7 separate regions of the Mus musculus genome follow, and regions 1, 2, 3, 4, 5 and 6 are each linked to region 7. The links are chromatin contacts, called in public ChIA-PET, HiChIP or PLAC-seq and Micro-C maps. All regions are on one chromosome and are shown on one strand. The core of a region is the stretch at or near the end of the contact, and the rest is flanking DNA. Distances in the headings are between cores, read along the strand shown.

Evidence for each region. A called contact is a pair of places that touch in the nucleus more often than the background predicts. ChIA-PET counts read pairs in DNA pulled down with a chosen protein or histone mark. HiChIP or PLAC-seq counts read pairs in DNA pulled down with a chosen protein or histone mark.
Region 1: a contact with region 7 is called in a FOXA1 HiChIP or PLAC-seq map of pancreatic cancer cells. The contact joins the promoter of Smndc1 here to the promoter of Pdcd4 in region 7. A contact is called at or near these places in 11 of 39 promoter capture datasets (the 3T3-L1 cell line, the C10 cell line, the HPC-7 cell line and 6 more), 20 of 484 Hi-C or Micro-C datasets (the AML12 cell line, B cells, CD4 T cells and 13 more), 8 of 115 datasets of contacts at active chromatin or transcription factors (CD8 T cells, acute myeloid leukemia, double positive thymocytes and 5 more) and 2 of 9 other capture datasets (adipose tissue and liver).
Region 2: a contact with region 7 is called in an RNA polymerase II ChIA-PET map of memory CD8 T cells, with 288 read pairs. The contact joins the enhancer-like site here to the promoter of Pdcd4 in region 7. A contact is called at or near these places in 9 of 484 Hi-C or Micro-C datasets (CD4 T cells, CD8 T cells, effector CD8 T cells and 2 more), 5 of 115 datasets of contacts at active chromatin or transcription factors (effector CD8 T cells, memory CD8 T cells, pancreatic cancer cells and 2 more) and 1 of 9 other capture datasets (liver).
Region 3: a Micro-C map of embryonic stem cells shows a contact between it and region 7, with 4 times the contacts expected there. The contact joins the promoter of 1700001K23Rik here to the promoter of Pdcd4 in region 7. A contact is called at or near these places in 1 of 39 promoter capture datasets (pre-B cells), 1 of 484 Hi-C or Micro-C datasets (embryonic stem cells) and 1 of 115 datasets of contacts at active chromatin or transcription factors (memory CD8 T cells).
Region 4: an RNA polymerase II ChIA-PET map of memory CD8 T cells shows a contact between it and region 7, with 67 read pairs. The contact joins the promoter of Mxi1 here to the promoter of Pdcd4 in region 7. A contact is called at or near these places in 2 of 39 promoter capture datasets (cranial neural crest and pre-B cells), 2 of 484 Hi-C or Micro-C datasets (CD4 T cells and hematopoietic stem and progenitor cells), 6 of 115 datasets of contacts at active chromatin or transcription factors (effector CD8 T cells, large pre-B cells, memory CD8 T cells and 3 more) and 1 of 9 other capture datasets (liver).
Region 5: an RNA polymerase II ChIA-PET map of memory CD8 T cells shows a contact between it and region 7, with 77 read pairs. The contact joins the promoter of Add3 here to the promoter of Pdcd4 in region 7. A contact is called at or near these places in 1 of 39 promoter capture datasets (pre-B cells), 2 of 115 datasets of contacts at active chromatin or transcription factors (memory CD8 T cells and microglia) and 2 of 9 other capture datasets (adipose tissue and liver).
Region 6: an H3K4me3 HiChIP or PLAC-seq map of bone marrow-derived macrophages shows a contact between it and region 7, with 5 times the contacts expected there. The contact joins the promoter of Xpnpep1 here to the promoter of Pdcd4 in region 7. A contact is called at or near these places in 2 of 484 Hi-C or Micro-C datasets (B cells and CD4 T cells), 3 of 115 datasets of contacts at active chromatin or transcription factors (bone marrow-derived macrophages, memory CD8 T cells and pancreatic cancer cells) and 2 of 9 other capture datasets (adipose tissue and liver).

Annotation. Positions count from the first base shown.
Region 1 is chr19:53,389,299-53,392,907 of GRCm38.p6, reverse strand. It overlaps Smndc1 (survival motor neuron domain containing 1), which reads left to right and starts at 2,274. Exons shown (of 6, transcript NM_172429.3): 1 at 2,274-2,492; 2 at 3,486-3,605. The coding sequence starts at 3,486.
Region 2 is chr19:53,187,376-53,191,243 of GRCm38.p6, reverse strand. The region is part of intron 1 of Add3 (adducin 3 (gamma)); the gene reads right to left. Among named protein-coding and RNA genes, the nearest start is that of Gm52402, 19 kb to the left of the region's middle. Within about 2 kb of position 1,368, at least 34 of the 459 cell types and tissues checked have an H3K27ac peak or open chromatin away from gene starts, as enhancers often do. A contact at or near this core is called in CD8 T cells, memory CD8 T cells and regulatory T cells, where this site is marked.
Region 3 is chr19:53,252,759-53,256,668 of GRCm38.p6, reverse strand. 1700001K23Rik (RIKEN cDNA 1700001K23 gene) reads left to right here and starts at 1,464. Exons shown (of 3, transcript NR_036590.1): 1 at 1,464-1,587.
Region 4 is chr19:53,309,248-53,313,251 of GRCm38.p6, reverse strand. It overlaps Mxi1 (MAX interactor 1, dimerization protein), which reads right to left and starts at 2,746. Exons shown (of 6, transcript NM_001008542.3): 1 at 2,279-2,746. The coding sequence starts at 2,552. Gm30541 (a long non-coding RNA gene) reads left to right here. Exons shown (of 3, transcript XR_003952895.1): 2 at 1-180.
Region 5 is chr19:53,141,498-53,145,460 of GRCm38.p6, reverse strand. Add3 (adducin 3 (gamma)) reads right to left here and starts at 2,705. Exons shown (of 15, transcript NM_001277100.1): 1 at 2,372-2,705.
Region 6 is chr19:53,036,505-53,040,191 of GRCm38.p6, reverse strand. It overlaps Xpnpep1 (X-prolyl aminopeptidase (aminopeptidase P) 1, soluble), which reads left to right and starts at 1,622. Exons shown (of 20, transcript NM_001374834.1): 1 at 1,622-1,678.
Region 7 is chr19:53,901,705-53,905,778 of GRCm38.p6, reverse strand. It overlaps Pdcd4 (programmed cell death 4), which reads right to left and starts at 2,428. Exons shown (of 12, transcript NM_001168491.1): 1 at 2,291-2,428. Gm30990 (basic salivary proline-rich protein 2-like) reads left to right here and starts at 1,175. Exons shown (of 8, transcript XM_030251154.1): 1 at 1,175-1,196; 2 at 1,707-4,074. The coding sequence starts at 1,175. The coding sequence ends at 2,908.

The DNA of each region.
Region 1 (3,609 bases), core at 1,025-3,524, 510 kb after region 7:
CAGGCTGTAACCCCTCTCACTTGCTCGACATTTCCTATAAAACCTTGTCCCACTGAGGGCTTAAGGCTGCTTCACCCTCTGGTCCTACTGTGACAGGGTCTGCAGTGAGTGAGCCAGAACTGGAGCTTGAATGAGAGACCCTAGTGCAACTGCATTGGAGTCGGCTCCTTGGTGGTCTTTTGGGACACATGCACACACATACATGTGCATACACATGCACACAGGCATGAAACCATTCGAAATCTATTTTGCAAGGCTATAAGTAATTTCTCCATATTTTCATTTTGAAAATTATCAAAATGAAATTACAGGGAATTAAGAGATTTGTACCATGAACTGTTACACGTTCTCCATTAAATTCAATATCTGCTTGCATTTACTTGCCAGCACATCTATTGGAATCTACTAGCCTTGTGGGTCTGAGCAACTACTAGATCCTTGGACTTCCATTTACAGCTGACCATTGTTGGGGAGCTGGACTCCAGACTGTAAGTTGTCATAACAAATTTCCTTATTTCATAGAGTTCTGTGACTCTAGAGAAGTCTGACTAATACAAAGATCCAATCAACATTTACATACTTCATTATCATTTCTCCTTTTGCTTGTTTGGATCTTGAGATAGGCACTTGCTATTAGACCTGGAAGGCCTGGAGTACACTAGTCCAGGCACTTTTTAAATTTCAGTTGATTTTCCTCCCTCTGCCTCTGGTGTACTTGAGACCAAACCTTCAGGGTTCGGACTCCATCTTAGAGAACCTGACCTAAGGTTAAACTCAAGTAAACTAACAGGCCAGTATCTAGCACCAGTTTCCAGGCTACGCCCCCCCCTCCCCCCAACAAGTCCTGTGCCTAACACCAGTTTCCAGGTTACCTCACAACAAAACCTACATCCAACACCAGTTTCCAGGTTATTTCCTAACAAATCTACAACCCTGCGTTTGCACCCCCGGCCCCCAGTTCTCTTGCATCAGAGAGGGTGGTGAGGCCCAAGCTCGAGCTTGAACAAAAGAACCTAGTTCAATTGCATCAGAATCAGCTCCCTGGTGGTTTTTTTTTTGGGGGGGGGCTCATGAACATTTCCTGGCACAACAGAGACTACACACAGGCACCACCATACCCATCTTTTTAATCTTCTAATCCAAAACAGTCCTTACTCCTTTTAATAGCATTGCTTCCTTCTTTGTTGCTGTGATAAAACACCATGACCAAGGCAGCTTAACGATTTTATTTTAGCTTATGGCTCCGGAGTGAGTCTATAATGGCCGGGCAGGGGCAGCAGCAGGCCAAGGACATGATGGCTGAAGTATTTTGTTGTGAGCCGGCATCAAACTGCACATACAGCGCCGAGAGCTCAAATTTAAGTGGTGTGTGTGTCTTTAACCTCTCCAATCTGCACAAGGCAGGGAACACCTCTAAACTACTCCAAATGGCCAAGACGAAGGGAGGTATTTCTCATTAAAATTACATTACTCTTGAATTATTTAAGTCAAAAAAAAATCGCACATTCTGGATGGGTGTTTCTTTCCTCACGGACATTCAACACGTTATGCTTATTATTTCCTTTAAACTCAAAAGGGCTTTGATTATACTTCCTCAGAGGTGACAGTCACTTCATGTTGACTGTCACTCGGTCATAAACATGCATAAAGTAAGGTTGTCTCACAACTAGTGATGCTGAAGTTGATCGCTGGGTGAGCGATTGCCAGCTTTGACTCTAAACATCCTACCTTTCTCTATTTTCTTACATCACATGGCTTTTACCTACCATGGGTGATGCCTAAGCACCTCAAATGGTCACCGTTCCACTTCTATCACTCTATCTTTATTGGCTATATTTATTTTCTAAACAACAAAAAACTTCCCTTCTCTTGACTTCAAGGTCTCGCTCTGTAGCCTTGGCTGGCCTGGAACTCGCTATGCGGGCTCAGACTCAGATCCGCCGCCGCCATCTGCCTCCCTGTGGGACACAAGGCACCCGCCATCACTCCCAGCCCGTTCCCGGTACTAAATCTCATCAGGGCTGGGCAGAAAGGCTCGCGAGTTTACGCCGCAGGGAACCGGAGGACAACACCCACCACAGAGAACCACTCGCTGCCGCTCCCAGCACGAGGCGGAACTGACGTAAAACGAACATGCCCTCTGCCCCCGGCGCGGCCCAGACACGTCACTTCCTGCCCATCAGACCACACCCGCTCCGCCTTCCGAGGCTGCAATCGCAGGCTGCTGAGAGGGCGGCGAGGGTCATGTGACCCGGGCGCCATCTTTTCCACGAGAGTCCGTAGGTCTCGCGAGATCTCGCTCGCCTTGTCTCTCTCTCCTCCTGCCCGAGGCCGGCTTCTCTCCCCTCCCCCTCGCTGGCGGACTTTCTCCTTTTCCGACCGAGGCTCGTCGCGGCGGAAAATCTTTCCCGGCTGCAGCCGCCCCTGACGCCGCTCGCCTCGCCTCGCCTCCCCGACCCCTGCCCGCCGTCCCGACCCCAGCCCCACCCAAGGTAACGAGCCCCTGAGGGAGAGTCAGGCCTCCTCGGGCCTCGGGCTGGAGTGGAGGTGGAGGCGGAGGCCGGAAGCGAGGGCGCCGGCGTCAGAGCTGGGCCCGGCCAGGGCAGTGTGGGGAGGCAGCGGCTCTCGCACCCCCCAGTGGACGGCCCCGGCCTGCGTGGGGGCTTCCGGGACGAGGCGGCGAACGTGGCCGTCTGGGGGAAGCCTCTGTGAGGGTGCGGGGCTCGGCGGTTTCCATGGACGCGGAGGTCTGCGTTCCCTGGTGGGAGATGGTGGACCGGGGCTCCAGCGGGCTCGGGGAAGCCCGCGCGCGGACGGGAAGACTCGGCCGGGGTTCCAGGCTTCCGGTGGGCCGGAATGTCCCGGAGGTGTCCCCCGAGGACCCGTATGTTTGCCCCGCGGCCGCCCAGAGGGGCTTCTGGACCCCTGGCGACGCCGAGCTGCGTTGGGCGAGAGGCGGGTTTCTAGGATGACCTCCGTGTGAAGGAAGAGTGAGCGCTCCGAGCGGTTCCCTCCACCGGAGAGAAAGGCGAGGAAACGCCGAAGGTGTAGTTAACCGAAAACCGCTTCCTCTGACTGGGGGGAAGAACCCGTCCGTGCGAATTTTAATTTCTCTTGATTTTTGACTTTCTCAGCTTTTGAAAAGTATGTCGCAGTCTTTATTGACATACACTGTCTTCCTATGATATATGATACTTAAAGAAGAAGCAGGGTTTTTTTTTTTTTTTCTTTTTTAATAGCATGATTTTTCCGGGGGAACTCTTTCTGTGTAGAATTGACCAGCCGTATCTGCAGTCTTTAGAATTTAATTGCCTTGAAGTTTGTGGATTAGTTAAATATGAATAAAGTTAAAATGGTGATGAACGGAACTTGAATTTTGTAGCAAGAGTGATTTAAATTAGACAGGTCAGAGGAAGTTTTTTTTTTGTTGTTGTTTTTTTGTAATTTGATATTTGACTTGCCTTATGGGCCTTTATTTTCCTCAGATGTCAGAGGATCTAGCAAAACAGTTGGCTAGCTACAAAGCTCAACTCCAGCAAGTAGAAGCTGCCCTTTCTGGAAATGGAGAAAATGAAGATCTATTGAAACTGAAGAAGGATTTGCAAGTAA
Region 2 (3,868 bases), core at 119-2,618, 710 kb after region 7:
ATGGCAGTCCACAACTGTCCGTAACTCCAAGACCTAACACTCACACAGCCACACATGCAGGCAACCAGTAACACACATAAGACAAAAGTTCAAAAGAAAAGAAGCCTATGCCCTCTCTCTGCCCTTCAACTCTCACTTTATCTTAAAGGTTTGTCATTTAAATCTTGTAACATACCATTGCTATATTATATTTTCATGTATAAAATAAATTAATTTTCAGTAGATAAAATGGCTATGACTAGTTATTATGAAAGTTAAAAGAAAAAGAGGCATAAAAACTAAAATATATTTTAGTTTTATTGTTGTTTTTGCTTTTTTTTGTTTTGTTTGTTTTAATGAAATGAGAACCCTGCTCTCTGACTGAATCTTAATCAAGGGCACTCACCTTTCTGTTGTTTACCACTCCAGGTCAGCTCGTAAGAGTTCAGGTATGCCCAACCCGGTACCCTCTCAAACATAATATACATGGGGCATTCATTCTGCCCCTGCAACCTGACCAGGGTCTGGTACCAGAACTCAAGCCAGCGTAATAAAGACATTGCCTCAACTCAAGTCCTGAAGCCTGGAGCTTTGTTTGTTAAATGAATGCACTTTAAATATGTGGTAGACTGAAAATAGAATACACTATCAAAAATAGGCCTTTTTCCTTCCCAGTAAATGTCATCTAATTGAAAACATACAGGGAGAAAGAGAATTATCTTTGCTCATGTGACATTACCTCTAGAAGTATGGTATAACCATTAGCGAAAACCTTTGTCTGGCAAGATCCAGCTCTGTGGGACGCTCAGCCTAGCTTACAATACCCAGGGGAAGGAACTCCCCCACCTACAAGATGGCTAAGGAGAGCTGGATCTGCGTAAGCTGCTTATCAGACTAAACTGTGACAGGCTATGGGCTGGCCTAACAGTAACAAGACTCTTCATGAAGGCCTTTGATAGGAAATCTAGAAATGTGTTTCCAGTAATTAGCTTACTATAATTTTTAATTTTATATCTATTACTTTGTTTTTATGTGTATGTGTTTGTATGTGTGTATGTACACATGTGTGCAGGTGCCTGTGGAGGACAGGTTTCTAAATCTCCTGAGCTGGAGTTACGAATGGTTGCCGTCAGCAGACTGGAACAGCCCAATCTGGTTGCTGGGAACCAAACTGAGGTCTTCTGGAAGAGCAGGACATGCTCTTAACTGTTGAGCCATATTCTAATTATATCTTTGCTATTTCATTGTAAAAACTAACTAAGGTGGAACACTCAGCGAGAAGGCCAGGTGCCAGCAGAAGATGAGACGTCAGAAGACAGCAGGGTGTAGTGACAGGCCTGGCACAGAAATGAGAACACAGGATGCCATCAGAGGAGTGCCACCAAAACAAGGGAGACTGTTGTGTGCCTCACATACAACCCTACAGCAGAGACTGGAACCAGAGAGGTTAAGCAAGCAGGGCTGTGCCACCAGTGGAATTGGATAAAAAAATCAGGCTGTGGGTAGGTGAGAGGTTTCTGCGGTGGAGGGCTTGGTATCCAGCCTCATGACTTGGGTTTGATTCCTAGGGCCCCAGGGCAGAAGGAGAGAACCAACTTCTACAAGTTACTCTCTGATCTTTGAAACCACCCCATAAAACCTGTAGTAGTAGTAGTAGTAATAGTAATAATAATAATAATAATATGGTAATAATAAATCATAGGCCATTTTTACAATAGGCCTATTTTATATTTAGACTCTTGATTAAAGAAAGCTCAGTTTGGGGGACAAACTGTACAAGAGACTTAGCTAAGGGAGTAAAATTCAAAAGGTACCCCAAGCCAACGTCTGATAGCGGTGAGCTCCAGGCAGGGGTCAGCTTCACAGAGCCGTCTTCGGTCAGTGGCTCCAGTCAGAGATGCTTCTGAACGGTGGGGGTGGGGGTGGGCGTGGGGGTGGGGGTGGGGGTGGGCGTGGGGGTGGGGGTGGGCTCAGGAGAAGCTTTGACTTTTCTCAGGGTTTCTGCTTCTCAAGAGGGGCCATACCACAAGGCAACCCTTGGTAACTTAGAAGACAAGTTACCCCTCTGAGCTTGTGAGTTAAAACTCCTGTCTGATAAAACCTCTGCTACATCCTCTAATTTCCCATCTGGGGAAGACAAAGGTTTTACTTACTCATCCTGTGAAGATGGGTTGCAAAGGACAGCAGCCACTCTACAGTGAGAAGCCTCAAGCTTCACCGCCCTCTGCTCACGTCCAGCATGGCACTCCTTACGTCTATTCACGCCTCTCCACTCACTGGCATATCTGATGCTGAGCAACTTGAAGGCAGGGCCACTTAGCACAAATACTCTGGATGCTACTGATGCCCTTTGCTTCTGTAATGCTCTGGTAGACTACTAATTGTTAAAAGAGAGAATCCAGGATTCAAAAGTAGGCAGGACATAATGACATGAACACCTTTAGTCAAGCACTTAGGAGGAAGAGGTAGGTTGATTCTGTGAGTTAGACAGCCTGGTCTATGTAGCACGTTTCAGGTCAGCCAGAGCTACACAATAAAATCCTGTCTCAAGACAAAACAAACACAAACCACTCAGAGGCTTTAAAATGTAGCAATTCTAAAAGAGGAAGTTAAGGATGAATGAAAGATGATCAATGTTTAAAATAGGCCATTTTTTCTGGACCATAACAAAACAAGCCTACCAAGGTAGACAGCAATATTTTGCAAATTATTAATTGTAGAGATTAGCTGTCATCCCCATTTTCAGACAAAAGTTAGACTAGTAAGATTGTACTATATCGCCAAGGTTGCCAAACCTGAGGTGCAACAACAAAGCAGGTTTTGGCTCTTTGAAAGCAATGACGACAAAGACTACAGAGGAAAAGAAGACAGGCCCGGCTGGAGAGAGAGCTCAGTAAGTAAGCTGCTAAGCTCTCCTCCAGCAGCAGCCTCAAGTTCAGGTCCATACCCATGCTACACGTACCTGGAAGTCCAGCTCCAAAGAGCCCAAGGCCCTCTTCTGGCCTCTGTATGCGCGCAAGCACACATTTTTTTTTTTAAGACAAAAAATAAAAGAGAAGAGCAAATAAATTATATACTGTTAAAAAATACCCCAAGATCATAGGTCTAGCGGCTTATTAACTTGTGAGGCTGAGTTGAAGTGTTTTTAAGTTCCAGTATTAAGAGACTTGCATGGCACGTACAAAGTCCTACATTAATTCCTACTGCACAAAATAAGTAAATTTATGAATAAAGTAAACAATAAGAATACAGAGTCTGGGATGTAGCTTAGTGAGAGAGTACTGGTCCAGGCTTTCTCAGGTTCAGAGTGGGATTCACTATCATTTTTGAGCTGGAGGGTCTCACCCTGTAGTCCTGGCTGATGTCCAAGTCTCTATGGGACCCAGACTGCAATGACTTCTTTATCCTTCTGCTTAAGTCTCCCAGGTGATGAGATAACAGACAAAACAGAACCACAAAAACAATTGCACCCGGCCGGCCGTGAACAGAGACCTGCCCCGCGCCTTTCTGTGGGACTCTAGTCAACCTTCTGTGAGGCACACTGCTAAAGTTCCAATACTGACAAGTCACCAAGCAGCGCCCTCCTTCCGATGCTGTCCTCAGGTGCTGATCTGTGCTCTTCTCCAGAGGACAGAGAGAGCTTAGACACTTTCTCACACCTCCACCCCCATTCTGCAGCCCATGCATAATTCTGTCTTCAGCTAAAAATATCCTGAGGTGTTTTCTCATTCTATAGCTGGTAGGTTTGTCAGCTACTGGGCAAACTGGCAGCATGAGAGGAAAAGAAATCAAAACAAAAATGTTTTATAAACATAGCTCTGATGTGAGTTTTGCCCCTGGGTATTACTAAAGTATCAACTTGCTCTATGGTAAATCTACATTTACTTAC
Region 3 (3,910 bases), core at 215-2,714, 650 kb after region 7:
AGATACACAGCCAACACCCACGACTCAGAAGAGATCCCGCCTAGTGCCTTCCCTCCACTGTGCTGTCACCTCACGGCTGTCACTAATTGGCGGTCTGAATGAGAATGGCCCCAGGGGCTCATACTTGTAAATCCTTAGTCAGGACACACTGGCTCTATTTGAAAGGATTAAAAGGATTAGGAGGTGTGGTCTTGGAGGAAGTGTGTCACTGGAGGCGGGCTTGAATTTCATGTCTTTCTTTCTGCCTAAAAGATCAGGACAGAGCTTTCAGCTACTGCTCCAGCACGGCTTGCATGCTGCCAGGCTCTCCACCAGGACAGTGGACTAGAACTGTGAGACTGTGGGCGAGACCCAGTTAAATCCTTTCTTTCATAGAAATTGCCTTGGTCATGGTGCCATTTCCCAGCAATCGAACGCCAACTAAGACAGACCCTAATCCTTTGACACTCTTCTCTCCCAAGGTAAAAATTAACATGTCTAGGGGGACTAGGTGGCTTGCTTATCTTTCCTCTCCTTTTCCTGTCCCCCCCCCCACCTTGAGGTGGGACCCTCGCTATCTTGACTAGATTGGTTTCCAGCTTCTAGGCTCAACTTATCCTCCCACCCGAGTCTTTTCGGTAGCAGGGTCTACAGGTGTGCATTGCTACAGCCAGCTCAAGGTCTTGTCATGGAAGCCCAGGATAGCCTCCTGAATGCTGGATTACAGGTGTGTACTACTTAGCTAGTGGCTCATTTTTGAAGGCTAAAACCCGGCTGAAGTGAAGGCACATGGCAGCTGCCCAGGTGCTACGGTTTCCATTTTGTTCTTGAGTTACTCTGTGCACAACCTTGTCACAAGGACACTAGAGAAGACCAGGAAAAGTCCACACAGGGGACACCTCATGTCCACCATCAGCTACTACCCACAATGCTCACGCCTAGCCAGATCCTCTGATGGCTCTGTACCCACAATGCTCAAGTCCGGCCAGATTCTCAGATGGCTCTGGCTGACATCCTAGCTGCAACTTCTTCCGAGACTCCAAGCAACGTTCTTGACTTTCAACCTCGTAGACATTGATATAGTAGCAAATGTTCATTGTCTTACTCTATGTGTGCACAAGTGTGTCTGTGGGGACTGCACATGCATGTGAGTGAATCGCTGAGGGTGGAAGAGCCTGGAGTTACAGGCTGATGTGATCTGCTTGTAGGTGCTGGGAACCAAAAAGATCTCAAAGAGTGACAGGTACTCTTAACTACAGAGCCATCTCTCCAGCCCCCTTCAGTGCGTCGTTTTAAGCATCTGCATCTTGGAGTGATTTATTACCTAGCATTAGGTACCCACTGCCTTCCAAAAAGGTTTTGAACCCACATGTAGTTAAAAGTGTAACAGGATGGAACGCTGGGGTAAGATCTGAAAGATGACTGATGTCATAAATGGTGGGTCAGCCCAGGTGTTCTAGGGTATCCCTATAACCCCAAGGGGTGGAGACAGGAACAGCATAAATATACAACTGGATGGTAGATGTGGGTCTGCTGTGCCAGAAGATGAAGATGAAACAGCTGTAAGCTACTGGAAGCTGGGACAGCCACGTGACCCACGGCCTCTGGGTGAGCAGCACCGCACCACACAGTAGGAAGGCTGATACCTTGAAACTCTCTACCTACTCAGGTCACATGAAACATCTCTGAGAGGGCAAACACAGCCATGCCAATGGCTCACTTCCATAGTGAACATTTTCTGACAGTTTTCAGAGACTGTAGGCATTACAAAGGCGGTACTGTGTCATGAAGACATCACTTTTAACATAGGTAGCAGATAGAAAACAGTAAGAATAAACAAGGGTTAGTTGTGATGGGTGCCTCCCCACCCCCAGGCTTATTCTGCTTCTTACTGAACACCCCAGGTGATGTCCGCCCTGTCTCTGGAAAGTTCACGCACATGCAAACACATGATATAAACCGTCGCCGTTCACTACTAGATGGTGGTTTCTCTCTACTGTGAAGTTTACCAGTTGGCAATGATGTGACGTATGCAGTATCTTTTAGTTAGCTCAAGTTTTGAATTTCCCCCATCACATGGTCTTCCCCCATCACACATTCTTTTTGAGACAGTGTTGCTCGGCAGCCCTGTCTGGTACCCTGCAGGCCACCCTGGCTCCTAACTTGTCGTCATCCTTTGGTTTCAGGCTCATGACTGAGGTTACAGGTGTGAGTCCCCAGGCTGCTTCATCTTTCCCAGTTTCATTTTTTTGTTGTTGGTGTTGTTCAATGTTCAGAAACAGAGTCAAGGATTAAGTCACACATTCTACCACCAAGAAAGCACCTGTGTGTGTGTGTGTGTGTGTGTGTGTGTGTGTGTGTGTGTGTGTTTGTGTGTGTAGTCAGGATCTCCCTATAGCTCTAGCTGTCCTTGAACTCACTATGTAGACCAGGCTGGCCTCAAGCTCACAGATAGCTACCTGAGAGTACTGAGTTGAAAGGCATGGCAGCACATTGTTAATGACATACTGTTTGGGTGGCTTTTTTCTTGTTGTTGTTTTTTTTTTCCCTTATACATATAAATGTGTGTAATATGTTAAATTTCAAGACAAATCTGGCACCAGATGGTAGGAAAAACTTTTTAATTTTTCCCCCTTATACAACCATTAGACTGTGATATATATACAGGTGTTGTGTTTAAAAAGCATAGATGGGGGGTGGGCATAGTGTACACACCTTTAATCCCAGCACTTTGGAGGCAGAGGCAGGCAGAGCTGAGTTTGAGGACAGAATGGTCTATATAGTGAGTCCCAAGACAGCTAAGGCTGTACAGAGACTGTGTCAAAAACAGAAAAGCAAAGAAACCAAAACCCAACCCTTCCCCCAACAAAACCCAATAAAAGAAAACAAATTTAAAACAAAGGCAGTGGTATACCTAGCTGTCTGGTAACACAGGCCTGTGATCACACCACCTTGGAAATGGAGGAAGATCTGGAGGTTAAGGTTGTTCTCAGCTGTGGATCTTAGGCTACTCTGGGTTCTACAACACTCAAACCCAAAACCAAAACAGGAGGAGGAGGAGGAGGGGAAGGGGGACCAGCAAGCAGATAGCAGGAGGACGGAGGGAGAGGCAGCCAGCCGCATCAGCAGTCAGCCCGGGACTGATGGGGACCTGCCTTTCTGTTCCTTTTCCAGACTGCCATCAGTCTGCATTAGCTGGTCACCAGAGCATCTCCAGGATGGAAACCAAACAGAGGCATATGAGCCTGTTCATAAGACTTCTTTTAAAGAAATGTTATTTTAATTATAATTGTGAAAATGTCTTTGGCTTATCTACATGCTATTAACATATGAGCAAGGTGAACCGTGCTTATAGGATGTGAGTGATGAAAAGACAGCCTATTCTTGGCCAAGCCTAGCTGAGTCTTTGTCTGGAGCTGAAGTCACAGGTGCTGACTGAGGACAGGTAACTATGGCCCATAAGTACTGCTCAAGTTTAGCAAAGTCTTACTTTAAATTCTTATTTTTTGGGTGGCTACTTTATTATAACAACTTTAATAAAAAGAACTTGCAAATAAAAACCATCACACGGTGAAGGTAATCAGACCCAAAGTCTATACACACCAGTGAACTGCTATCTTGTTAGAGTTTACTTACATCTTTGCTTTTGAGCCAGGACTTCACCTGCCTAGGCTGGACTTGAACTTGACATCCTCTTGATTCAGTATCAGAGGGCGACCCATTGGTAGAACTGGACATGCTCAGCAGGGAATGTTACTTTGGTGAATGCAAACGTCTTCCTCCAGTGGGGCCAGGTGGACAAGGTACCTGGAAGGCTGGGGCAGATGCAAGCCTGTGGCGGTGACAGGGGGTCCTCCTTGCCAGTGGTGGCTCAGCCACTGTCTGTACACCTGCTCATGCAGCAGGGTGGGGGAGGGAATGAGAGATTCTT
Region 4 (4,004 bases), core at 1,497-3,996, 590 kb after region 7:
GCCGGCCGTCTTGCAGAGAGGACACCCAGGGAGAGGGTCCGAGAGGAAGCCCCTTAACTGCACCGGCCTCTGGAACCTTGGCTCGGCCACCACGGGCCCGCCCCGCGCGGGGCAGCCCAGCCGGGCGCGCCCGGCTCTCTGCTTACGTGACTAGTGGCCACGCCGGAGCCCCGACACGGGGTAAACAAGGAGGTGGAGGCGGCCAGGGCGCGGGGGGGGGGGTATGTGGGGGGTAGGTCTCCGATTGTCTGCGGGTATGAAGTGTGTGTGTGTGGGGGGGGAAACACGAGAGGCTAGGGAATCTCTGGCTACCTCCTTAATATTCCTCGTTGCGGGGGTGGGGGTGGGGGATGAGGTTCGCTGAATATTGCCAAGGTGCCCTCTTTGGGTGCACCCCCCCCCCCGGGTCGGAGTCGGCGCCACGGGACAGACTCCAGCGACAGAGGGGATCCGGGAGGGGGACGACTACAGAAATCGCGCCCCTCCCCCTGCAACAAAAGCAAACACACCAAACAAAACCACCTCTTCACCCAGCTCCCTACTAGCTGGGCTTTTCAGAAACTATTCTCCAGACGAGTGCACCCCCTCCACACACACACACACACACACACCCGGGTGAATAATCGCTCAGCGACTCGGCTACACAGCCTGACGGCGATGTGCCTCTGGCAAGCCAGGCAGGCACTCGGAGCAAAGAGGCGACAGAGAAAGAAAAGATCGCACCACAGACCTCCCAACAGAAATCCTTGTTTTGGTCCTACCCCGTCCCCACAAATTGCGCTGGCGATACTCGGTTACTTTAACCCTAAAGGCCCGGGTGTATTTGGGGAAGGTGTTTTTGTGTTTTGAGGGCTGGCGTGTGTGTGTGTGTGTGTGTGTGTGTGTGTGTGTGTGTGTGTGTGTGTTGGGGGGGGGGGTCTTGCAAGACCTGACACGTTGCAATCGGGTCTCTCTCCCATTGATCTCCTACTTGTTCTGACAGATTACACATCTCGTTTTTCTCTTCTCCGTGAGTCTTTCTCTCCCTTGGCCCGATCTTCCTTCTCACAGCTATTATTCTGATGGTGCTGGAGACGCAGCACACGCTTGCCCCCGTTAGGGTGCTGCTGAGTCGAATGCCTGGCGAGAGCTGGGGGTTCCAATGGGCAGGGACAAAAATGAAACAAATACAGAGAGGAAGCCCAGGCCCGGGTGGGGTTCCTAGCATCGGTCTCCACCTGGGGGGGAGTGCGGGGGGGGTGGGGGTGGACGGAACCCTGTAAGGCGTTTGCCTTGCTCGTCCTGTGCGTCTCTGAAAATAAAGAAAATGGACACAACCGCCCACACCTTTTCCCCCAACTATTGTTTCTGCGGAATCCTAAAGTTTGCTTTTAGCCACGTCCCCCTCGCCAAGTCCCCCCCTCCCTACCCCAGCGCGCGCAGGACCGCAGGTCCAGGGAGGGCTGCCGGCGCTGCCTGGTTCCTCTGGCCTGTTTCTTTGAGGGGACCAGAGGCCGTGGCATCCCAGAGGCAAGGAGGCACAGGGGAACTGTGTCTGTGGACACGATGGCCTGAGCCTAGTCCTGCTGTGGAAGGAAGGAGAAACGAAGTAGGCAGGAAGAAGAGCCGGAGTCCACGGCGCGGAGAGCTGTTCGGTGGTGGCGGTTGTTATTGTTGTAATGTGTGTCTGTGTTTTCTTTCTGGAAGCCCTGAGCTCTGCAAACGGTTTCCAACTTTCAGCTTCTCATCCCCACCCAACCCTGGAACGAGCGACAAAAACAGAAACAAAACAAAACAAAAAAATAAAAACAAAACAAAACAAAAAAAAAAAAACCAAAACCATAAGCCAAACCAAAACACTTGTCTGCCGGAGTAGGCTCCGGAAAGAAAAAGGAGGAAAAAAAAAAAAAAAAGGGAAGAAAGGCGACCTCGGAGAGACGAGCTCGCAGCCTCTCAGCCCAGTTGTCAGCAAACAACAACACTCCCCCACTCCTCGGCCAGGCCGTCCTCCGGGCCTGCTGGAGACCGACAGACCAAGGCACCGACAGGCTCCCTCTCCCCTTCGCTGTCTTTGTTACATCTTTAGCAGCTTTGTGCGTGCGTGCGTGTCCTTTCTCCGGTGTCATCGGCTTTACTGCCGAGGGTACGTGTGTGTGTGTGTGTGTGTGTGTGTGTGTGTGTGTGTGTGTGTGTTTGTTGCGGGGGGGCGGCGGCGAACCGAGTAAGCGACAGGGGTCGCACAAGGGGGTGAGAAAGAAAGAGCTGGACGCAGGCGAGCAGTCGGGGCCCCCAAACTTACTTTTGTTTTCTTTCTCGATCTGCTCCAGGTAGCTGGCTGCCTCGAGCAGAATCTGCACGTTCTGCAGAAAAGTGTTGATGTGCTTCTCCATCGAGTTCTCGCTGGTGTTGAAAATGTCCGAGAAGGGGCACCGGGGCTTGGCCCCCGCCGGCTCCTCCGGCTGCGCCGGGGGCTGGGGCGCGGCCGCGGCCGGGGGCATGGCCGGGGGCGCGACGGGGACCAGCCCCGCGCCCTCGCAGCGCGCCTCCTTGCGCGGCCGCCCGCGTTTGCCCATGGAGGCACGGGGGTCCGCGGAGCTGCTCCTTGTCCGGGGCTGCGCGGCCGGCCGAGCTGCAGGGCCTCTGGGAGACCCGGCCTGCTGGAGTCACCGAGGCACCGGGGCAAGGAGCCGGCCTGACTGACTTCCCGAGCCTCGCTGCGTGCGGTTGTGAGTGTGAGTGTGTGTCGCTCTCGCTGTGTGGGTCTGTGTGTATGGGAGATTGAATGAACCTACAGGACGGACGGAGGCGCTGTGGCGCCTGGGTCCTAGTGCGAGCCCGATGCCATCTGACCGGTCAAAATAAATGGTGGCGGCTAGGGAGGCAGGGCCCGCCCCCTGCCTATCCAGCACCCTTCCCCGCCTCTCCGCAAATCCTAGCTGCGTAGACAGCACTGTGCTTTAATAAGAATGGGAAAAAAAAAAAAAAAAACCCTCGGATGTCTCTAGGTGGACCTGGATAAAAACAATTTTTCTTTACAGAAAAATAAATTCAGCACAATGCCTGGCACATAGGAGGTCCCCAATAAATGATAGCTGCTAGGCATTTTTTAAAAAAATAAAAAAGACCTTATTTCAAAATCAAACAATAAAAGCCCAATTCTGACGGGAAGAATAGAAACATCACATGTAACTAGAAACTCCTCCCAACACAAACATTTTACACATGACCCCTCACACGCTCGAACACACACACACACACACACACACACACACCTGTGTGTACCTTCACACAAGCAGAGGAAGTCTCCAGGCTACCCTGTCCGGGTTCAGATTTACCGACTCCTTTGCAACCCTTCAAATGCAAAGTTATTTTCCAGGAAGCGGGAGGAGATGTGAGCATCTCTCCACACTCACTCAGTCCAGCTGTGCAAAGCTCACAGCAGGGCGTCACTACAACTGCCTGCCCTTTCACTTGACAGAGTGCCCCCTAGATAGAAGTGGCAACCTAGGAACCTCTTCTTCCCTCCTTCCCTCACTCCCCACTCCCACACCTGGAGTCTTTATCCCCTACTCCCTCCAACAGTTTCACTGCTGCCACTGGGAGCCACCAGGCCTGCCTGACCAGAGTGTGGGAGACACCTGGATAGCCTGGTAAAGAAGGCTTGGAGTTCTCGGCCTACTCAAGCAGACTGAACAAATCAAATCCTCTAACCCTTCCTGGTCAAAATTTGCACATCCCTGAAACCTCTGAGAAGATGCTTTCGTGAACTAAGTCAAAACTACACCTAGAACATCTTGGGCACATACTAAGAATTTTTGTTTTGTTTTGTTCCTGAAGATCAAAGCTTTGTGCCTGCTGGGCAAGTGTTCTCACACTGGGCTACAATGGCAGCCCCTCTGTGAGAACTTTCTCAGTTGGAACCTAGGTCCCCTTTGCTGCTGTAACTTGAATCTAAGTCAGAATGAATGAGGTAAACAAGACTTTTCTGCACTTCACTGGAAAACAGTTCTAAAAGGAATCTACCC
Region 5 (3,963 bases), core at 1,456-3,955, 760 kb after region 7:
TATTCTATATGCATCTAGTAGGTAACAAACCTTCTCCTTGCACATCATAGTCAGAGTGTTCTAACGTGTACTTTCAGAGAAGATTTAACACAGGCAACCATTACAGTAAATCTGAACCTGTCTTGGCTTTCAGCCAAGGGAATTAAACCAACGACAAAACCCCAAAGATCTCCTAACAATTGCAGCTATAAATATTTGGCATGGACCCCAAGTTCAGAGGAGAGACATGAGATAAAGTAAGCATTAATTTTGAATCTCTGTTACCTGATTTGATCTGTGATTGTTCAGCAACTGTCAGATTGGACTTGAATAATTTCACATAAGCTTATGTTTAGAAGGAAAGACAGCACTGCTGACTAGACATGTTAAGTTTTCTTATTATTTTATTCTACACAGCTAAGTTTTCCAACTGAATGAACTAGCTAGAACTAAATATTAATTAAAACAAAAATGTTTAAGGTGAGAAACAGCTTAGCAACTTGTACATGTCTTTCAGACAGACCTCTTCCTTTACCTAGTGTATTTATTTTAGCATTTCTCCCAAACTCTACATTGCACTCAGTTATGAGAAAGGGGCATGTCAGCTATCTATAATAATTCTAAGCATAGCTTTGAGGAGCTTCTAATTTATAACATCTCTTTGCTATCATATAACTTGCTACCAACCAGAGTGCTGAAGCAAGTTATAAAAAGCACTGCACATCACTGAGCAAAAAATCACATTCATTACTGAAAAATATAATTGATAAAAAGATAAGCAAGAGTAAAGTATACAGTATTAGCTTCTCAGGCATCTTTAACCACTGACTACACATTATATTCTGAAAGTCATGTAAAATCTTTTCAGGGGTCATGCAATCACCCGTCACCTTCCAAAACTACCAAACACTTCCTAATATCCCATATGCAAAAGTGTTTCACTGTATTAACATCTCTTAACCAAGTATCTACAGAGCTCCTTAAATTATGTTTAGCATCCTAGATAGGTAATAAATTGCTGGGGAGTTTTCCTTTAAAGCAACTATTACCAACATGCTGACACTCCTGGGTCAATTTAATGAGGTGGGGGAACTGTAGAAAAGTGTCCGGCCACTACTCATAACTACAGTTAATCTGATCAATTTTAGGAAAAAAAAAAGTTACCCTGCAAGTTAAGTCCGACACAAAGGAGATTTAGCTATAACATCTTCCAGAAGTGCTCGAAAAGAAACAATTCTATCAATGAGTCAGCCTTGTACCTTAAATACACAGGTCATTCTACTGGTCAAGTAACTTCATTTTAAAAGGACATATTACACTGTACTCTTACTAGAAGTCTGCCAAAACCCAAATCAGTACATGTTCAGCACACTGAGGATGGAGTCCATTCTAAGAAAGGCAATCATTTCATACTGCTAACTCTAAAATTTCTATAATTTTATAAATCACTGTAAAGAACTCACACATGTTTATGTAGCTCATCCCAAGCCCCAGAGTCTTATCAATTCCTTCCTGAGCCTGGCTCCTAATCCTCACTCAAAGCCTCTTGGCTGAGCTAAATCCCACACCACTCTAGCAAAGTCAATTCCAAGAGCACATGTGCCAAGGATATTTAGTGGTTTTCCTTACACTCCCACTTTAAACGGGCATCTACTTGCAATTAAATCTCTGCAACAAAAAAAGTTCACCTGAGGCCATTCTTGTCATTTTAATAGAGGCCTGGTTTAATAGTGGCCTTGCCTCAGCTATTACATACCTCCAAAGAGGTTGGAAGTGCCCCAAACACCAGCAAACCAAATCTGCTGCCAACTGGGCTGTCACCCCGCAAGGAAGAATAAAGTATCAGGAATGCTTGAAAGGTTATAGTGTGTGTGTGTGTGTGTGTGTGTGTGTGTGTGTGTGTGCGCGCGCGCGCGCGTGCTCGTGCGCACTTTTAGTGTGTGTGTGCTGGGGAGGGTCACACTGATTAGATAAAGTGGTTGAACAATTTCAACTTGTGACTGAAGTTTCTTAAGCCACGAGGGGGTAAAAAAAAAAGAAGAAGAAAAAAGAAAACAACAAATCAACACGGTCTTCTTCCACCTTCTCCAAGCGCGGGAACCTCCCACCGTCCCCGCGAGCACCTTCGGGGTCAGCAAGGCTCCCCGCAGAACAGGATTTTGCAATCCCACGCCCTCGCTGGGGGAAGCCGGGGACGCCCGGGTGAGTCCCGGCCCACTCTGCGGCGCCGCACCCCGACTCCTCGCCCCCAGGTCTGCACTCCTCGGCCCCGTGGGGCTCGCGTTCCCGCCCCGAGCACGGTTCACCTGAGGCCGCGCGGCCAGCCAGTCCGAAGCCCCCTCGGCGTGGGAAGCGCGGCGGGACCCCGGGCCCTCCGCTCCCGCAGGATTACCTCGCAGCGCAGCCGGCTTTGTGCCCACTCCTTCGCCACCGCCGGGCTGCAGCGGCCGCCCGGTCCGCCGCAGCCGCCTCTTAACGTCGCTCGCTCGGTTCCCGAGGAGAGGGCCGGGAAGGGAGGGGGCGTGGAGACGCAGGACCTGGACGCCGAGCCCTCGGCAGCGGGAAGTGGCGACACCTGGTCGCCGACGCGTCTAGCTCTCGCTGCTTCAAAACATCATTTAAAGCCCTTTCCTCTCCCTCCAGCCCCTCGCCCGCACGACCGTTACCGGCGGGCGCCTCGCGCTCTGGCGGGACCAGCCGAACTCCCCACGAACGCCCTCTGGCCCGCCCCTTGGGCTCCGCCTCCACAGGGTCCAGGACTCCGCCCCCTACAGGCTTAGTCTCGCTTAGCACCCCGAAGGCCCCGCCCCACAGGCCTGAACGCCTTGGCCCCGCCTACCACAGGCCACGCCTCAGGGCTCTTGATTCCGCCCTCTACAGGCTTGACCCTTCTAGTACCCCAGCTTCAAGGCCCCGCCCCATGGCCCGAGAGCTCTAGCCCCGCCTCTTATAGGCCACGCCCCAGCAGCCTTCACTCCGCCCAGTACGGGCTGGGCCCTCGTAGCTCAAAAGCGTGCCCCTGGTTCCGCCCTTCGCCAGCCCAGCGTTTTTGCTCCGCTCCTAATAGGCCACGCCCCCAACAGGCTCTCGCAGGTCCAGGCCCCGCCTCTGCTGCCCCTTGAGATCTCTGGCCCCGCCCCTCGAGGCCCCCCTTCGAGCTGCAAGCTCCGTATCCGTGCAGCTGCGGCAGTGGGGGCCTACGTGCTCCGCAGGCGGAGGGCCTGTTGCAGGGCGCCTGCCTGGCGCCTCTGCAAGGTCTTCCTCCCTCAGTGCAGCTCCGATCCGCTGCCGGAGAAGGAAACGACCCCGAGAGAAACCCGATTGAGAGTGGGAGGGTGACGCCACGGAAACATCTACCTCCCCAGTCCTAACGTGCTTCCCCCACCCAGTGAATCTCAGCTGAGCCGTAGCTTTCAGATTGAGCTTCTGTGGCCCACTGAGGCCGCTGGGTTTTTGGGGGGAGAGGCCACAATAGTTGGACTTCAGCTCGGCTCCCACAGGAGGGGGCCTCGATTTTCTCTTCAGCATATTTGCGTTTGGGGGAGCCTCCCGCCTTCACTCACTCCCACAGAGGGACGGGGCAAGGGCCTTTATATTCATTTGGACCAGCCCAAACTCTGCACTCCTACTTTGGCTAATTGCCTCTTAAACCTTCTGAGAGCTGACCTCTTGGGAGATGAAAAGTCTAGGCTCCGCCAGCAGCCTTCAAAATCTGTCTAAAGCCAGGCAAACTTTGCAACACTCATTTGCAGAGTCGGGGATCCCTCCACAGGTGACACTGGGCTGCCCACCCCCGCCTCCCAGACGGGTTTCTCACCCCAACCTATTCTCGAAATAGACCTCCAGGCACACGCTCGCTGCTCTCCTCTGCCACCCACGACTTGCACACCACTCCGGCACACATGCCCTCTCCACTGCACGAATTCACCCTCAAGCACACTCCTCCCAACACCATTCTAGTGATTCATGGTCCCTGGGGTTAAC
Region 6 (3,687 bases), core at 373-2,872, 860 kb after region 7:
TATTTCAGCAGCAAACACGTGAGGATGACTGTCAGCTTCTGCCCATTAAAAAAAAAGATTTTATTATATATATATATATATATATATATATATATATATATATATATATATACACACTGTAGCTATCTTCAGACACACCAGATGAGGGCATCAGATTTCATTACAGATGGTTGTGAGCCATCATGTGGTTGCTGGGATTTGAACTCATGACCTCTGGAAGAGCGGTCAGTGCTCTTAACCGCTGAGCCATCTCTCTAGCCCTCCTGCCCATTTTTAAGCAACAGAAACAACTCTTGCTCTGATGGCTATAGTATGTGTGCAGGGTAGAGAGACTATCCTCAGAAGATGAACTCCGGTGAACAACAGTAGAAGCTGTGGGAAAGGGGCCCGGATGGGTCCAAGCGGTTTACAGCTTTAAGCAGGTTTCATCGAGGAGGTGACACTTGACGGGACTGTGAGTGTCAAAGATAGGGAAGGCCAGCTTAGGTGGAGTGAGGTGACCTGTGAGCTGTGATTAAGAAGAGTCACTCCAAATGAAATGGGGACTGCTTAGTTTCTTTTCCCGTCGTTGTGATAAAACATTCTGGCGAAAGGAATTTGAGGGGTAAAGGACTTCTTCGGCTTCCAGTTTCCGTTCATCTAGTCAGGGAGCCAGGCCTTACATCGGTAGTCAAGAGGCGAGAGTAATATATTCATGCTCGTCTTCAGCTCATTTCCATTGATTTTATACAGTCTAGAATCCTCTACCTAGGGAGTGGTTCTGCCCGTCTTAAATAACACAAGACAACCCTCCAGCCAGGCCCAGGGGCTTTTTCTCCCAGGCGATTCTAGAATGGTCAAGTGGACACCTCAGGGTAGGTTCGGTCTGGCTTCTATGCAGGCGTCACACAGGTGAGGTGGAAGTGATGCACCCCAGATAGGTGACGTGATGGAAGTGGGTGGGGCTACGGATCTACTTTGAAGCCAGGACCAAGCGGATCTTGGGCAGATGGGGCATGGACCGGGGAATAAGGCAGATATTACGTCAAGATTTTTGCCCTTAAAACATGGAATAGCCACCGACTGAGATGAAAAAGCCCTACGTGAAGAATGTTTTTGTTTGTACATAGGGTTAGGAGCTAGGTTTGGACGCTTTAACGCCCGATCGTTAGCCCAAGTGAGCAGTAAGTTTTGAAGCTGTTGGGAATAATCATTTGGAAGACATCTCTAAGGTCTCAGCAAGTTATATCCTGATCCAGTCAGTGTCTCCAGGACCCTAAAATAGGTTCTTGCAGAGCTGGCCACGACTCTCTCGTCTTAGCTGACCTAAAAGCTGGAACAAACCGGAGAAGCATGCAGCTTCCTTAGCTGGCAAAACGCCTGTCCTTCCTCTTAAATGGAGAGGAAGATCAGTGACGACTGACCGGCGCCTCTCCCAATTGGTTGCACAGAACACCACACCCTCTCCAAGCAACAGCCCAAAGGTTTTGGAATTCTGACACTCGGCCACGCCCACTCCGGTGAACGGGCGGGGTTTACAGCGGGGCGGAGCCTCTGCGTGAGCACGCCACAGAGGGGAGGAGTGGCCTGCCCGGTGCGCGCGCCTGGCCGTGGGTGATCAGCTGGTCTGCGCTCCCCTGACGTGGGCTGGGGCACGTCACCGCCGAATGGCAGCCTCCAGAAAGCCGCCGCGAGTAAGGTGAGGGGACTGTGCCGGCTGACCGGCATCCGGCGCCCGGCGCGCGAGCTGCACCCCCGGGAGGGTAGGGACGAGAGGGCGAGCAGCGACGGGCCCGCGGCCGTCCGGGGATGGCCTTGGCTAGCGGGGGTTGCCCCAGCGGGAACCGGGGAACGATCTGTGCAGCCCGGCAGGACTCAGCTCGCTTCCGGCGGGGCCCCCGGGCACCTCCGGGCGGCCGGAGCCGGTCCAGGGACCAGTGTGACCGAGGAACTGCCTCGCTGGTCCCGGGAAAGCGGTGATCCTTACCACCCCCGACCCTGAGGGGAGGCCCTGCTGTTGCAGGAAGTTGGTCCCTCTTGGATCCACCCCGGGTACCCAGAAGTGATTGTGCCCCTGCCCTTTTCCTTCCTCCACGGCGGCGATCTAAAGTTACAACCCTGATCATTCTGATGACTGCATTTTACCTCTTGATTCAAACTCCCAACAGAGACAGGCAGCCGTTGTGCCCTCCCCACCCAAATGGTCTCAGGGGCTGTATCAGGAAACAGATAGGCATAGCCTTCCGGAAAATCCTCCTGGAGCCTGCTCTGGGTTCTTCTTGGACACAGGAAGTGAGAAGACACTTCCCAGACTCATGTTGAACATGCTTTAGTGTATCCCTTCTGCACCCGAACCAGGCACACTTGGTTATTTAAAGTGGGAGATGCTAAGAACATAAAACCAGAATTAAAACTCTGAGGGGATGCACAGGGGCGTACCCATCCTCTCAGACCAGTTGAGTCTTGAAAGAACACATGAGGCACCGCAGCCCGACTTGTGAAATTCCGACCATATTATGCCTGTTTCTGTGAGTGGACAGATCTCAAGCCTACCTTGACCCAGACCTGGTCTTGTCACAGCGTGTTAAGTGTGACCAAGAAGTTTATATATGCACGATGGTGGGTGGTGTGGGTAATTGTCCATGTGGTTAGACCTTCCTGGACGTCTTCTGCTGGAAATAAAGTCAGGCAATTGGATAATGATGTAATGTCAAAGGTTCGGAGGCAGCTTGAGGACCACACCACAGTCGTTGCTGGATCCTGGATCCGTAGTCACAGTATTGGGGGTGGTCAGTGAACGTCAGATGGTAGGCTGAGAGGGAGGGTGCCTTCCGGAAGTGGTAGAATTTCAGTGCCATCCAGTGTACAGATGAGGACCCCTTTCAGTTTAGAAGGTCAAACTGAACTCCTTGAAGGAGGCAAATGGAGGCTGGTGGCTGTTAGTGAAGCCAAAGATAGTCGAACCAATCCTGGCACCAGACTTGTCTTCCCCGTCTCACTTCTAGCTCCAGTTGTGTTCAGCTCTCGCTTGGGCAGACTTTTTCCTTCCCGCAGGTGGTGAGAGTTCTAGGCTGACAGTCACTAGAAACAGCCTTATGGTGCGGCTGGAGCAGAGGTCTTAGATCTCCTTCTCACTGAACTCACTTGATGGTTCATGCTATCTGAACTGGTCGTTAGGACCAGAGGGGTGTATTTACCAAGCTTGCATCCATGATGCGCATGGGTTCATGTGATAACAGCAGGTGATAGGTACTTACACCAAACCCTTGGACCGAAATGGGTATGGGGATTGTCATTGTCAGAGCAAAGTGGTGGTTGTCACGTCAAGAGCGGTGGGTTCTGGGTAGTGGAGGACATCTTTGCCTACTTCCCCACCCTAAGAACCCGTCCCATTTATCTCATTTCACTGAATACCATTTAGCACTTGGTTCTTTTTTTTTTTTTAAAGATCTACTTATTTATTATTATATCTAAGTACACTGTAGCTGTCTTCAGACACCCCAGAAGAGGCATCAGATCTCATTATGGATGATTGTGAGCCACCATGTGGTTGCCGGGATTTGAACTCAGGACCTTCGGAAGAGCCAGTCAGTGCTCTTAACCGCTGAGCCATCTCTCCAGCCCCAGCACTTGGTTCTTATGTGGCCTCAGCGTGAGCACTAGAGATATGTGATTCTTATCCCATACTGGGACTAGAGTTTGGGTGCA
Region 7 (4,074 bases), core at 1,179-3,678:
CTAACATGCAAGTCTACATGGCTGCTTACTTCATTTTAAACAACTTAGGATCTAGAAAAATGAATTTTAAAATAGATACACAGAGAGTCATACAAATATAAGACCAAGTGTAGTTTGGAAATGGAAATTTTTGCTACCTTCCATGGCTGAAAAGGCCATGTCCTGCTTTCCTTCAGTGTGTGCATGAATTACATGCTAGAGAAAGTCTGTCAGCTCTGATGTGATTTGAATTTAACACTGTGAAGTGTGATTTTCATTCTAGATGCAAGTATAGTCTCTGAGGAAATATTTTCTGCAGCATCTGTCTAATAATGGGGGAAATATAAGTAGTGCTTATCAAGCCCTTTGACATTCACAGTGAACTAATTGTGTAAGCATTATTTCATGAGCTTCACGTATTCCCTTTGCACACAACTCAAGAGGTTTAGAAGGAAAGGATGTTCTCTGCAAGGTTGTTCACACTGGGTGAACGACCACGAGAACCCAGACGCTGTACATTCAGTACATGAGCTTAGAGTGCCTTACAAGGAAGTCCTTCTTAGGGTTAACAAAAAGCAGCTTTTAACAACGTGGACTTGTACACCAACTGTTAAAACTGCTTTCCAATCACTAAAGATATGATACTGAAAACAGCTATCAGGAAATAACTATCACATGATATGATGTTTTATTAATTATAACAACCAAAAAATAGTTCTATCTCCAGACCATAACAACTGGATCAAGCAGTCAAGACGCAGACACACCCATAGCTTCACAGCTGTTCTAAAGGACAGTATGTGACACTCTCTTCAGTGGGCTTTTTTTTTTCTTTTAATTTAACGATCCTTAAAATACTTACCTCAACCTTAGGCAAAACAACAGCAACAACAACAACAAAAAAATCTAAATTCCATTTGCTCCACACTAATCTATACAAAATCATTTCCCATGGGGTAAGGGGAAGCTATGTATACAGCTAAAAACGATTAAGCTGAAATTAACTGTTATCCAGTGCATTTCCTAAATGCCCGATAAATTACTTTGACATTTTGGAAGTCAAGTTTAGACCACATGTTAACTAGAAAATGACCTTAATTCTTCCCTGGGATGCAGTCACATTAATTAGCAACTTGCATTCTGCTAAGAGCACTCTACAACAATAACGCAAAAGCAACCACTACTGAGAGCAACCATGTACATTTATTTTTGCAGCCGTAACAAGTATTTTATTTTCCTCTACTCTTACCACGAGATAGATATAGATATATAGATAGATATCGCACGCATATTATGGATATAAATACGAGCACGAATATATATGCTAGGGCCTTCCCCTAAAATTTCAAACTCTTAAATCAAGAGTATTACAGCTGTGAAGCTATCAAAATGTCTTAAACGCAGCTCGTAGGCCTCACACCCACCCCTCACCCAGGCCCGGAGCCGCATTTTGAATCATTCATAGCAGGTAGTCGACTACAGAGGCTGGTTTACAGAGCCAGTTCCCAAGGAGGGGCTCGGGGAAGATAGGCGAGACCTACATCTGCAGTTCTGAGGCTGTTCAGGGAAAGCAAAAACAAAAAACCAAAACCAAAAACCAAAAAGCACGCCCTCTACGTACATTACAGTAGCGGACAGCCACGGGCAGCAGACACAGCATGCGTTCACAGAGAGGGGGCTCCCTTCTCGGCTTTGTTTTCTCTAGGTTGTATTGTACTTTTTTTAAGGGACCCTGTACAGGAGACTGCAAGGAGGAGTTGGCACAGGGCCGGGAGGGCAGCTGTCCCCGCCCCGTGCCCGCACCGACCGACGCCTGTCCCGCAGGACCCCAACCCTCCGGCAGCGGGCAGGGCCGGCCGAGGCGGACCAGGCCTCGGTTCGGGGCACCGACCCCTCACCGGATCTCCGTCCGGACGACACCCCTCTCCTACCGTCCCGTCCCCCGCGTCCAACTGCGTCGGACCGGGCGCCCGGAGGCTCCTCTCACCGCGAGCGCACGCAGCCACGCACGCCCGGCCGCCGGGGATGGGGCTGCGGAGGAGGGGGCGGGCCCGTGCTGCAGCTCCCCGGCCCGACCGACCCGGCCTCGGAGAGCGAGCACCGGCAGCTCCCCGCAGCCCCGGGCGTTGGGCGAGCGCCGGTGGCCGGAGGGCTCCAGGGCCAGCGTGGACAGGGACCGAGCGTCCCGACCCCCGCGGCGAGGCCTCCACGCCCCCTCCCCCTCCCAACGTGCGGCAGCCTCCGCCGACCCGGGCCTAAGGGACGAGGACGCCGCCCGCCCGAGCGTGCGAGCCGCGCCCACAGTACTGACCCCCTCGGGCCGCCGCCGCTCGCCCGGGTCTCCGGTCCGCCGGGCCCCGACCCCGTTCCTCAGCCTCCGCCGCCGCTGCCTCGGAGCGCCTCTGGCCCCGCTCGCTCTGTTTGTTTTTGTTTTGTTCTACCCAGTAACACGGGGGCGACGGCGTGGCGTCTATTGGCCGAGAGGAGGACGTCCCGCAGCCAATCGTGGCGGCCGAGCTGCAGCCGAGGCGGCGAGGCAGAGCTAGGGGAAGTGAGACGTGGAAATAGGGGCGGGGCTCAGGGGGGCGGGGCGCCGTCGGCGCATGCGCGCTGGGCTTGGGACCCGCTCGGCCACCAGCCAGAGTGGGGGTTAAGTGCAGAGGGCCGGGTTGTGAAAGCGGGCGGAGGGCTGTGCCGGGCTGGGGGCTGGGGGCTGGGGCGCGGCTCGTGGACCAGACCGGCCAGTCCTCTCTACAGGGCGTCTCAGCCCAATTCTAGGGCGGTTGTGGATTTCCTGAGGTCCCCACTATTTCTGGGCGTCTGGGAGAATCTGCAACCACTACTTAACTTCTGCCCGCTGGTCCTTGCTCTCGCGTGGCTCCTGCCGTGTGTCCACGTGCTCAGGAAGTTTCTCGCAGGAAAAGCCTAACCCCTTTGAGATAAAAATCGCTCCCTTTTCCCAGATAAAGAGATACAAAAACTGAAGTCCCTTTGCTAACCAGCCAGGCCACTATGGTGCTTGCATTCTTTCCAAAGCTGGGTTTCTCAACCATGGCTATGGTTTGTGTATTGAATCAGCCCTCTCTAGCTGTCTTCTGTGACGTTTCCTTCTGGCTGCCATCTCTAGCCTTCATTTTGTCTCGGATGTTATCGCCTGAGATAATGTGCAGCACCGTATGTTCTTCCTGTGCACCTGGAAAGTGACTGACCTGCTTTCTCTGGCCATGTTTACCTTTAGTCTGAATGGCAATACCAGAATGTTTCCCTTGGTCTTTTCAGAACTGAACTGCTCGATAGCAACCACCATCCCCTAACGTGGGCCTTTCTACCCCGGCTCTTACTGCCTGGTGTTATCTAATGTTCTTCACACACACACACACACACACACACACACACACACACACACCTTCACAAGCTCCCCACTGCCTCCCTGGAGTGCCTGCTTCTCAGCAGACACCCTAGAGCCCACAGTGCGACTTATAGGCTTCAAGGCTATGTCTGCACACCCTAACCCCTGGATACCCGTCCTCCTGAACCCACTTGGACAGCTCACTGCTCCGCATCCTCCCTTGTGTCTTGCCAGGTCTTTTATCATATCATCTCGAAATGTCTCTCCTAGATGGCCTCTCTGCCTGGTACATCTTATCCAAGTCTCTCAGCCTCCCTCAGTCTTTATCAAGTCTCATGCCAGTATGATCCATTTTCTGAAACCTGATTCCGCGGAGCACCAGCCAGTCTGCAGGGACTGAGGACATTCTGCCCGGCATTGTTTCATCTGAGTCCCAGTCCTGGCTTGTCCCACAAGCCCCGTGTCTCACTCACCCTTAGTATGGTGAGCTTGAGAGGTGCTTTGTAGATATATTATACCCATGTAATAAGTACGCCTTGTGCGAGCTCACAGAGAATCCCAAAAGTCAGTAGTCATCACCGGCTCTTGCTCGGGACTTCCTCACATGGCCAGCATCTAAAGCGTCACTTGGCACATGCTACTACATCCAGGCTTTATAAGGCAACTATCCCAAAATCAGGAGATAAGAATAAACAACTCCCATTTTTAAAAGGGAATCTTGGACCTTTAAAAGAGTCTGTTTAGGA